Regions from separate parts of the Mus musculus genome. Here region 1 is linked to region 2. Evidence: chromatin contacts called from public Hi-C data. All regions are on one chromosome and are shown on one strand. The core of a region is the stretch at or near the end of the contact, and the rest is flanking DNA. Distances in the headings are between cores, read along the strand shown.

The links. A called contact is a pair of places that touch in the nucleus more often than the background predicts.
Region 1: a Hi-C map of the G1E-ER4 cell line shows a contact between it and region 2, with 4 times the contacts expected there. The contact joins two enhancer-like sites. A contact is called at or near these places in 1 of 39 promoter capture datasets (pre-B cells), 2 of 15 datasets of contacts at CTCF or cohesin (both in the NIH/3T3 cell line), 44 of 484 Hi-C or Micro-C datasets (B cells, the Ba/F3 cell line, the C10 cell line and 28 more), 2 of 115 datasets of contacts at active chromatin or transcription factors (bone marrow-derived dendritic cells and vascular smooth muscle cells) and 4 of 9 other capture datasets (adipose tissue, embryonic stem cells, liver and 1 more).

What each region holds. Positions count from the first base shown.
Region 1 is chr12:76,591,191-76,595,606 of GRCm38.p6, reverse strand. The region is part of intron 32 of Sptb (spectrin beta, erythrocytic); the gene reads left to right. Among named protein-coding and RNA genes, the nearest start is that of AI463170, 45 kb to the right of the region's middle. Within about 2 kb of position 1,401, at least 197 of the 459 cell types and tissues checked have an H3K27ac peak or open chromatin away from gene starts, as enhancers often do. A contact at or near this core is called in CD8 T cells, the G1E-ER4 cell line and Th1 cells, where this site is marked.
Region 2 is chr12:76,344,697-76,348,595 of GRCm38.p6, reverse strand. No RefSeq gene overlaps it. Among named protein-coding and RNA genes, the nearest start is that of Akap5, 22 kb to the right of the region's middle. Within about 2 kb of position 2,350, at least 16 of the 459 cell types and tissues checked have an H3K27ac peak or open chromatin away from gene starts, as enhancers often do. A contact at or near this core is called in CD8 T cells, the G1E-ER4 cell line and Th1 cells, where this site is marked.

The sequences.
Region 1 (4,416 bases), core at 152-2,651, 250 kb before region 2:
ACCACGTACCCCTTGCCCTGCCTGGATAGTGCCTGGATAGGTGGCACCCTGCGGGCCTTGATCCAGCCTTCCCTTTCCTGTGTGTGTACATGCAATGACTGAGCTGCCAAACCATCACTGTGCACTGCCACTACTGCCCCTCGCCTCTGCATGTTAGAATGCATTCTGGTAAAAGCCGGACCCTTCCCACAGGTAAGTGTGAGGCCAAGCCAGAGACACAAGGTATCACAAGAAGCAAGACTCGGGATGAAGTCAGAATGTCTGGGGTCTGGTCTTTGGTTCTGGTTAACCTGTGTGGGTTTGGAATCCTCTCCCCGTCCCCAAGCCTCTTGCCTTATAAAGGTCTTTTTGTAAGGTTACAGAAAGTCCACAGTCCCACGAGTCAGCGACGTAGCCTTCCAAGGGGGAGACTGAGAGGATGGCTTTCCTATTTTCCTTCCATCTGCTCCTAACTCTGAGATTCCGGAAGCTACTGTGAAATCAGGATGGGGAAGGAGAGGTCACAGCCTAGGGTGTTTGCCCTTGTCCCTCTTTGAGGAAAGGACTGAGGTTCAAACCTATATAATGCCAGAAGTGGAGCCCTGAGGGGGCCTTCAGCCGGAGGGTAAAGCAGGAGGACTTTCTGGCAAGAGACAGGCACCCTCTCTGCCTCCTGTGCTTCCCTTCCCCTGGGAAAGATCCGGTCCTCTCCTGAATGTTCATCTTCCAGGCATTGCTCCTCAGACTGCCCAGTGTTGTGTTTGTAGGAAGATGTTTCCTCCTAGGAGAGAAGAGAGCAAGCTCTCATGGGGTTAAAGAGAGTGTGAGTTTCCTCAGGCTCAAAACCTCTTCCTACACACTGCTGTGTCACACTGTCCCTGCTGGGATGACAGGAGTGACACCCCTGAAAGACTCAGATGCTGTTGGGGGCTGTAACGAGAAACAGTCTTAGTTTGGAACCAACCTACCCTTCCTGCCTCCAAGTCCCCAGGCTAGGCCCAGTGTGCAGTGCAGGGGGACCCCAAGGATCAAAGCCACTCCAGACGGTGTCAGAGTGGGTGCTACTCATGGTCAGTCTGGCAGGGACGAATCTTACCCCAGGGTAGTTCCCAGCCACCACTCTTTAAGTGTGACCTTCCATGAATGGCCACACAGCCAACTTCCCCTGAGACAGGCTGATCGTCAGAGTAGGGCTGCCAGGGTAATCTGAATCTTGCTGATCTTCCTTCCATTGTCTCAGAGGCTTTGGGAGAGCAGCCAGCACATGTGAGTGAGGGGCTGTACCCCAAGGGCTGTGCAGGCACCAGGATCTCGGGGTCCATGGCCACCCCTGTGGCAAGGCCTTGATAGCTCCAGCCACAGTTGCCCCCAGCAGCCAGCTTTGCTCAGCAGCCAGCAGTGAGGCTCTGACGTTGGTGGATGCTGTGCGAGTGGGATAGCAGCTGTTTCTTCTTGCCTAAACAGCTTTCCCAGTCCTTGCCCCTCCCACACCCCCAAACAGCAGCTTTTTCAGACATTTTGCCTCAAATGCAAATCCTCTTTGTTCCAAATGGGCAGTCTCTGCCTGAAACAGACGTCAGCCTTGCCCCAAACTTGGGCGTGTTTCTCTCTCCCCAGGATGCCTGAGTCAGCGTGGCAAGGGTGTGTCTGCCTGCAGTCTGGCACTGTGCCCTGGCTCCCTAGAGAAACCTTCTCTCTTTCTGGGCGTTACACACAGCAGGGTGTGGCCAGCTCTCTCTTTGCTATGCCAGATGCTAATGCCTGGTCCTTCTGCTGCAAAGTCTCCCCCAAGTTTCTTGTTTCAAGCTCTATGTTCTCCAGTCCCCTGTCCCCCAATACCGATGGACTCAGGATGAGACTCAGCTAACATTCGGGAGCACCTGGGAAGTGGGTGGAGAACTGCCTACTTGACAGTGCCAGGGTCCAGGCCTCTAAAGTCAGCTCACAGGTCATACACATTGAAAACCACCTCGCTTGCTCTCTGGTGGCAGTGGGTCAGGCGGCCTCCTGTGTCCAAGAGAAGCCTCCACTTCCCTTTGCTTTGTCCAGTGCCATGAACCATATTCCCTCTATCTTGCCCAAGCTCCTCAGTAGACAACAGTTGCCCCTTGGAGTGTAGGATTGAGCCTCTCTGCTTCCAAATCCCACTCCTGGCAGCCCCTCACCATCTCCTGGCCTGCCATATGCCAGTCTGCCTTTCCTTCTCCACCCTACACTTCTGGTTCAGCAAAGCCTCTCCTTTGGGGGAACTGTCGACCCCAAGGCTCCGTGGTCTCATGCATGTCTTTGGCTGCTTTTCGACTCAGCAAACGGATTCTTTCTCTTCTCTTGCAAACAACTGTTTTCAGGTACCCTTCGCAAGCTATCTAGACAACCCTTCTCCGTCACAGCCCAGGGGCCAAGACGTCAGGCACTGGGGAGAATAAACATCCCGAACTGCTAGGGTTGCTGCTCACCCTGCCCTCACCTGGCACTGTTTGGTTGCCTAAAGCATCTAGCAGTGTGTCTTTTGTGGTGCAAATCCCATTTCCAGCAGAGAAGAGAGCAGATCATACCACCTTAACAAATTGGCCACATGCCTGATGTAAGCTGGGCACATCTCATTTAGACTGGGAACCCAACAGGTGATACTTTCTTCAGCAGTCACGGTATTATGCGCACATAAACACACCTGGACTGAATAGAAAAAGCATTGTGTTTGGAGCTAAGCAGACCCATCTTCTACCTTCCATTGTTAGATATATGGCTGTGGGCAGATTTCCTGTTCCCCGTAATCTGTAAAACAGAGAGCCTGTGAGGCTTGCGAGACAGAATGTGCATAGAGAACTTGGTGCTTAGCACATGGTCAGTTAGGTCCCGTCATCCTTACCTTAACCCTTCATCTTTGAGAAGAACCTTCCCTCATATGGACTCTAACATTACCACGGTTGTAGACAGCAACCAGCCCAAGGCCTCCATCCTTGACACTCCATCTATGTACGTTCTAGGCTCCTGTCCCAGAACTCATCTCACTGCTAACATGAAGCAGTCTGTTCTGAGGTCCATCCATGCCCCTGGCTCTCACCAACATTAACAGTAGAGGGAGAGTTCTGTCAGCAGGGTTCTTTTGCTTATGGGTCCATCGTAATTCACTGAGCATCTTTAGGAAGACCCTGTGGTCCTGGGCCAGGGTATTTTGGCCTGTGGAATTAATGGTCTGTGTGCAGTCCCCCACACCCCCTGCTGGCTGATCCTGGAAATGCATCTTTAAAAGCCAAGCTTATGTGACTTACTTGACTTTGCAAGGCTGTCAAGATTCCACCAAGACTCCCAGGAGCCAGGAGTCTCTCCTTGTTTAGCCTCAATCCCAGGAGGTCCTACAAGGCTCTTCTGAGTGTCTTTTCTTTCCATAATGTCCCCCAATCAGCAGCCAATTCCCTTCTCAGACATCGTGCCAGCAGCTGGTACACACATCTTCCCATCAGACACCTCTTCTTGTGTGTTTTAACAAATCAGCAAACCAGCCTCTACCGCAGGCAGTGTGTCCTCCTATTGCAGGCCCACCCTGCCCGCTGGCCCCCTCTTAGGGCCTAGACATCTGCACTACCTTCCAGCCTGACCCCCAGAATTTCTTCCAGGTAGCTCTACATTCTCCTTCAGGCTCCCTGGGTGATGTCCTGTGATGGACACCCTCAGTGGTGCAGAGCCTGAGTGTTCCTGATGATCAAAGCCTGCTGGCTGAGTGTATAGAAGTCATCAGGGGCTTTGGCCACCTCCTCCACCCAGTGTCTAGGCAGAACCTGTCTGTCTTTAACATGCACCTCTGCTGGATGAGAAGCAGCTCTGAGCCCTGACTAGAGGCTTCTGGCACTTCTACCAGAGACTCCTCTGCCTGACAGTGCAGTGGCTCTCCCCTCAGACCGCTGCAGGCTTCCAGGGAGAACAAGGGAACTGCCACCTCTTCCTGTCCCTTCCCTAGTTTATTTAACCTTGGAACCTTTCAAAAGAAAAGGAAGGAAGGCAGGAAGGCAGGAAGGCAGGAAGGCAGGAAGGCAGGAAGGCAGGAAGGCAGGAAGGCAGGAAGGAAGGAAGGAAGGAAGGAAGGAAGGAAGGAAGGAAGGAAGGAAGGAAGGAAGGCAGACAGACAGGGTTTCTGTTTGTAGCCCTGGCTGTCCTGGAACTTGTTCTGTAGACCCAGTTGGCCTCAAACTCACACAGATCAGTCTGCCTCTGCTTCCTGAGTGCTGGGATTAAAGGCATGTGCCACCACTACCATTGGTCCTTCTGTCCCCAGGCATCCACCAGCATGATCTCTGGCTCCATTTTTGGATGGGCCATCGTTCAGCTAGCTGTTTGCTGGGAAGTCCTTGGTGCTGCTAAGCCTAGAAAGAGGCAGTAACTCATTTAGCAGCACTGCAGGTCTCAAATCCATTCCATTTGGAGCTAAGCCCAGGGCGC
Region 2 (3,899 bases), core at 1,101-3,600:
AGGAAATCAATCATTTTAATGTATAAATATATGTATGTGTATATATATATATATATATATATATATATATATATATATATATACATATATATATATATACACACACACACACACATATATATATATGAAGTAAGTAGTTACTTTAATGTATAACTATATATTATAATGTATAAAAAGTTTGTTTTGTTTTAAGACATGGCTATACCAAATCACAAGTAGTTTTAACTGTACTTACTAGCATTCCAACCTCTTATATGGCCTTTTATTTATTAGCCATCAAGTATACCTCATTTTTAATAAATATTTTAGCTAAAAGGAAGGACTGGAGAAGTCAGTAGTGAAGAAGGCTTGAGCAGAGAAACAGTGCATTCACGTAAGTGGTCATACAGGTCTGTGTGAGCCAACCTTGTGCGGATAGGCAGATCTCCAGTGTGCTCTTGGACACCTTCAGGTGTTTATAGCAAGAGGATCACCTAAGTTTGAAGAGGAAAATGGTAAGATACGTATCATCTCCCTGACTTAATGTTGCAGACTTATTAAGGCTGCCTGGGTTGATGATAGTTTTTTTTTCTAAAAGTCACTCATAAGGGTGATTTGACAATGGTGTAGCTTTCGCTTTTCTGTTAGTAAAAGCAGTGGAGTGGATGCACTGAGCATTCCAGACCTACTTAAAACCCATGCCGGCAGCTCTCCTTCTGTGAATATACTCACTTCCCTTTTATAGTGGCGACACTTAGAAACTTACAACTCCAGGAAAATGGAAGATGTTGGACTAAGTGATGAATTTTCTGTACCTAACAAGTAGCTTAGCAAATTTCATTGTTTCCAAAGGGTTATTTCAACTTGAAGTTCTGTTCTCAAGAATCAAAAGGCAAGAGAGACTGTAGAACAGCACCCCACCACCACCCTATTGAAGTCTCAGCTCACAGACATTTGAAGAGCATTTGAGTTGGTCCTGCCACACACACACTCTCAGCCTTGCTATGTCACCAGGTTGGCCTTAAAATCTTGAGCACAAGCAGTCTTCTTCAGCTTCCCAGGCGGCCAGTACCATGGGGTACGTGCCATTTCACACCATGGGGTATGTGCCATCTCACACCATGGGGTATATGCCATCTCACACCATGGGGTATGTGCCATCTCACAGACACCTCGGTGTGTATAGCCAGTTAATTCTGACCCCACTCCCATACCTCTGAAGACATTTAAGAGGTTCTCCTGCCCCCGGGCGTGGTGGCACACGCCTTAATCCCAGCGCTTGGGAGGCAGAGGCAGGTGGATTTCTGAGTTTGAGGCCAGCCTGGTCTACAAAGTGAGTTCCAGGACAGCCAGGGCTACACAGAGAAATCCTGTCTCATAAAACCAAAAAAAAAAAAAAAAAAAAAAAACCGATTGTTTTTATTCCCCCACCCCCATCCCCCTCTGGATGAATGGTGAGTTAGGTTACATGACAGAGTTCCAGAGATGGTGGCATGGACTCTAATCCCAGAATTTGTGAGGCTGATCTCTGAGTTCAAGGCCAGCCTGGTTTATATAGTGAGTTCCAGACCAGTTAGAGTGACATAGTTAGACCCTGTCTCAAACAAACAAAACAGCACACACACAGATACCACACCAACCTGAAGTAGTAGCTTCATTGTTTTGTTTGTAAGTTTTTGAGATAGTCTTGCTATTTGGCCCAGGCTAGACTTGAACGCACCGTTGTCTTCCCATCCGGCCTTCAGAGTGGTAACTTTTAAAGGCCAAGTGAAGAACCCTACTGGGCACTGTTTTAAGGTAACTGAGTTTCTGATTTAGAGTTAGCGTCTGAGATCAAGACTGATGATGTGTTTTAAGAACAGAACATAGCTAGTGGTAGAATGGATTGTATTGGGGTGGTTAACAAATGTGCTGTTTAGGGGTCATAACTGCATGGTATCTTACACTTAAGTCATCACAGCAATCACTCGGTTACTTGAGTGACTTGATCATACAGAAGCACAGATACTGACCATGTATTTTAGGCTATTTAGGATATATTCCCTGCCTTTACTTTTTTTGAGATTTAGAGATAGATCTCAGTATATTTACATTGAGATACAGAGCCCAGGCAGGCTTCGATGACTTATGCAGAACGAGCAACTCCAGGCTCACTCAGTAAGACTCTCTCTCAAAAACCTGAGGCATCAGAACCTGGAGAACTCATGTGGGTGCTGGAACCAAACCAGGTCCTCTGCAGGAGCAGCAAGTACCCTTAAGCACCGAATCAGCCTCTCCTGCTCATTCTGCCTTTTTGAGGTTATGTCTTACTATATGGCCCACAATGGCCTGGGACTTGAAACAACCCTGCATCCACCTCCTAAGTGCCTGGGGTAGCATGCACTATAACGCCTACAGCCTGGGGAGTTTTGGTTTTGGTTTTTAAGACATAAGTCTTCATTTGGGGGAAAAAGTATTCATATTTTAAAAGATTTTCCAGGAACAACCTTTAGTTTTTGTCACATCTGCAATATGGAGCTCCCTTGCCCTCCCCTCTCCTCCCCTCCCCTCCCCTCCCCTCCCCGTCCTCCCCCACCCCACCCCCCAAGCAGTGTGGTTTGTGTAATGGTTGCCTAGTTGAGCCTGGAGTCACCATATGTACTTTGTTGCCAGATGTTGCCCTCTTGTGTTGAAGTGAGCAGCCTGCCGGGTAACATTTGGAGGCCTTGCGAAACAAGCTTAGTTCTTTTTTTTGTGTGTTTTTGTTTTTTGAGACAGGGTTTCTCTGTAGCTCTGGCTGTCCTGGAACTCACTCTGTAGACCAGGCTGGCCTTGAACTCAGAGATCCACCTGCCTCTGCCTCGGGCTAGGCAGATCCTATATAGAGCTTTTCTGTGTGGGCCAGCTTTAAGTCTTCCCTTCTTTATAGAGCCTGCATGTAGGTGTTTTGCATTTGTTGTTGGTAGGAGCGCTCAGTGAGTGCAGTCTGCCTGACAAGCAGTGTTGTTGCTCTTTAATGTATAGAATGTTTGAAGTGGTTACTTACCTCTTCCAAGTAAAGCGGAGGTGTCCACAGCACCTACCTCGCAGGGCTGGTGTGAGGCTTTGCTCTAAAATGGTTAGTGTGCTGATGGAAACCAACAGCAGGAAGCGGTTCCACGGCTAGCCCGGTTCAGTATTCCATCTGGTAGATTCTAGAACATGCTTGCAGCCCTACTTAATAGATAATTAGTTGAGAAAATTAGTTTTTATGAAAATGCGCCAGAAATGGGAGTGCTACTTGAGTTCTTACTCTTCTGAACTGTTTGTATCGTTCATCAAGGAAGATAGGATTTAGCATTAGTGGAAGTAAAATACACCTATTTCAGCATTAAGGAAACTTCCCTCCAAATACATTATTTTCTTTTTTTTTTTTTTTTTTTAAAGATTTATTTATTTATTTATTATATGTAAGTACACTGTAGCTGTCCTCAGACACTCCAGAAGAGGGCGTCAGATCTCGTTACGGATGGTTGTGAGCCACCATGTGGTTGCTGGGATTTGAACTTCGGACCTTCGGAAGAGCAGTCGGGTGCTCTTACCCACTGAGCCATCTCACCAGCCCCATTATTTTCATATAAGAAAAGGAACAAAGAAAATAAATATCCCATTGCTTCTTGGATGAAGACCATCTAAGTAATAAATAGGGACGGGAGATGGAATAAGGATTATCCGTAGGAACTCACTAATGTTCTTTGGAAGTAAAACTGGACCGCTTTCTCTGACCACTGAAGGGAATAACTGCTATCATGGGAGGAAAACAAGCTGCGAAGCGGACAGCGAATAAAGCCTGTTTGCACCGGCTAATTCTTGATACTGAACCTTGGATTCCTGTGAATACTTGACAGGGATCTTTGTGGTATCTGTGCTAAAAATAGTTCATGTGGGAAATTTTTACAATG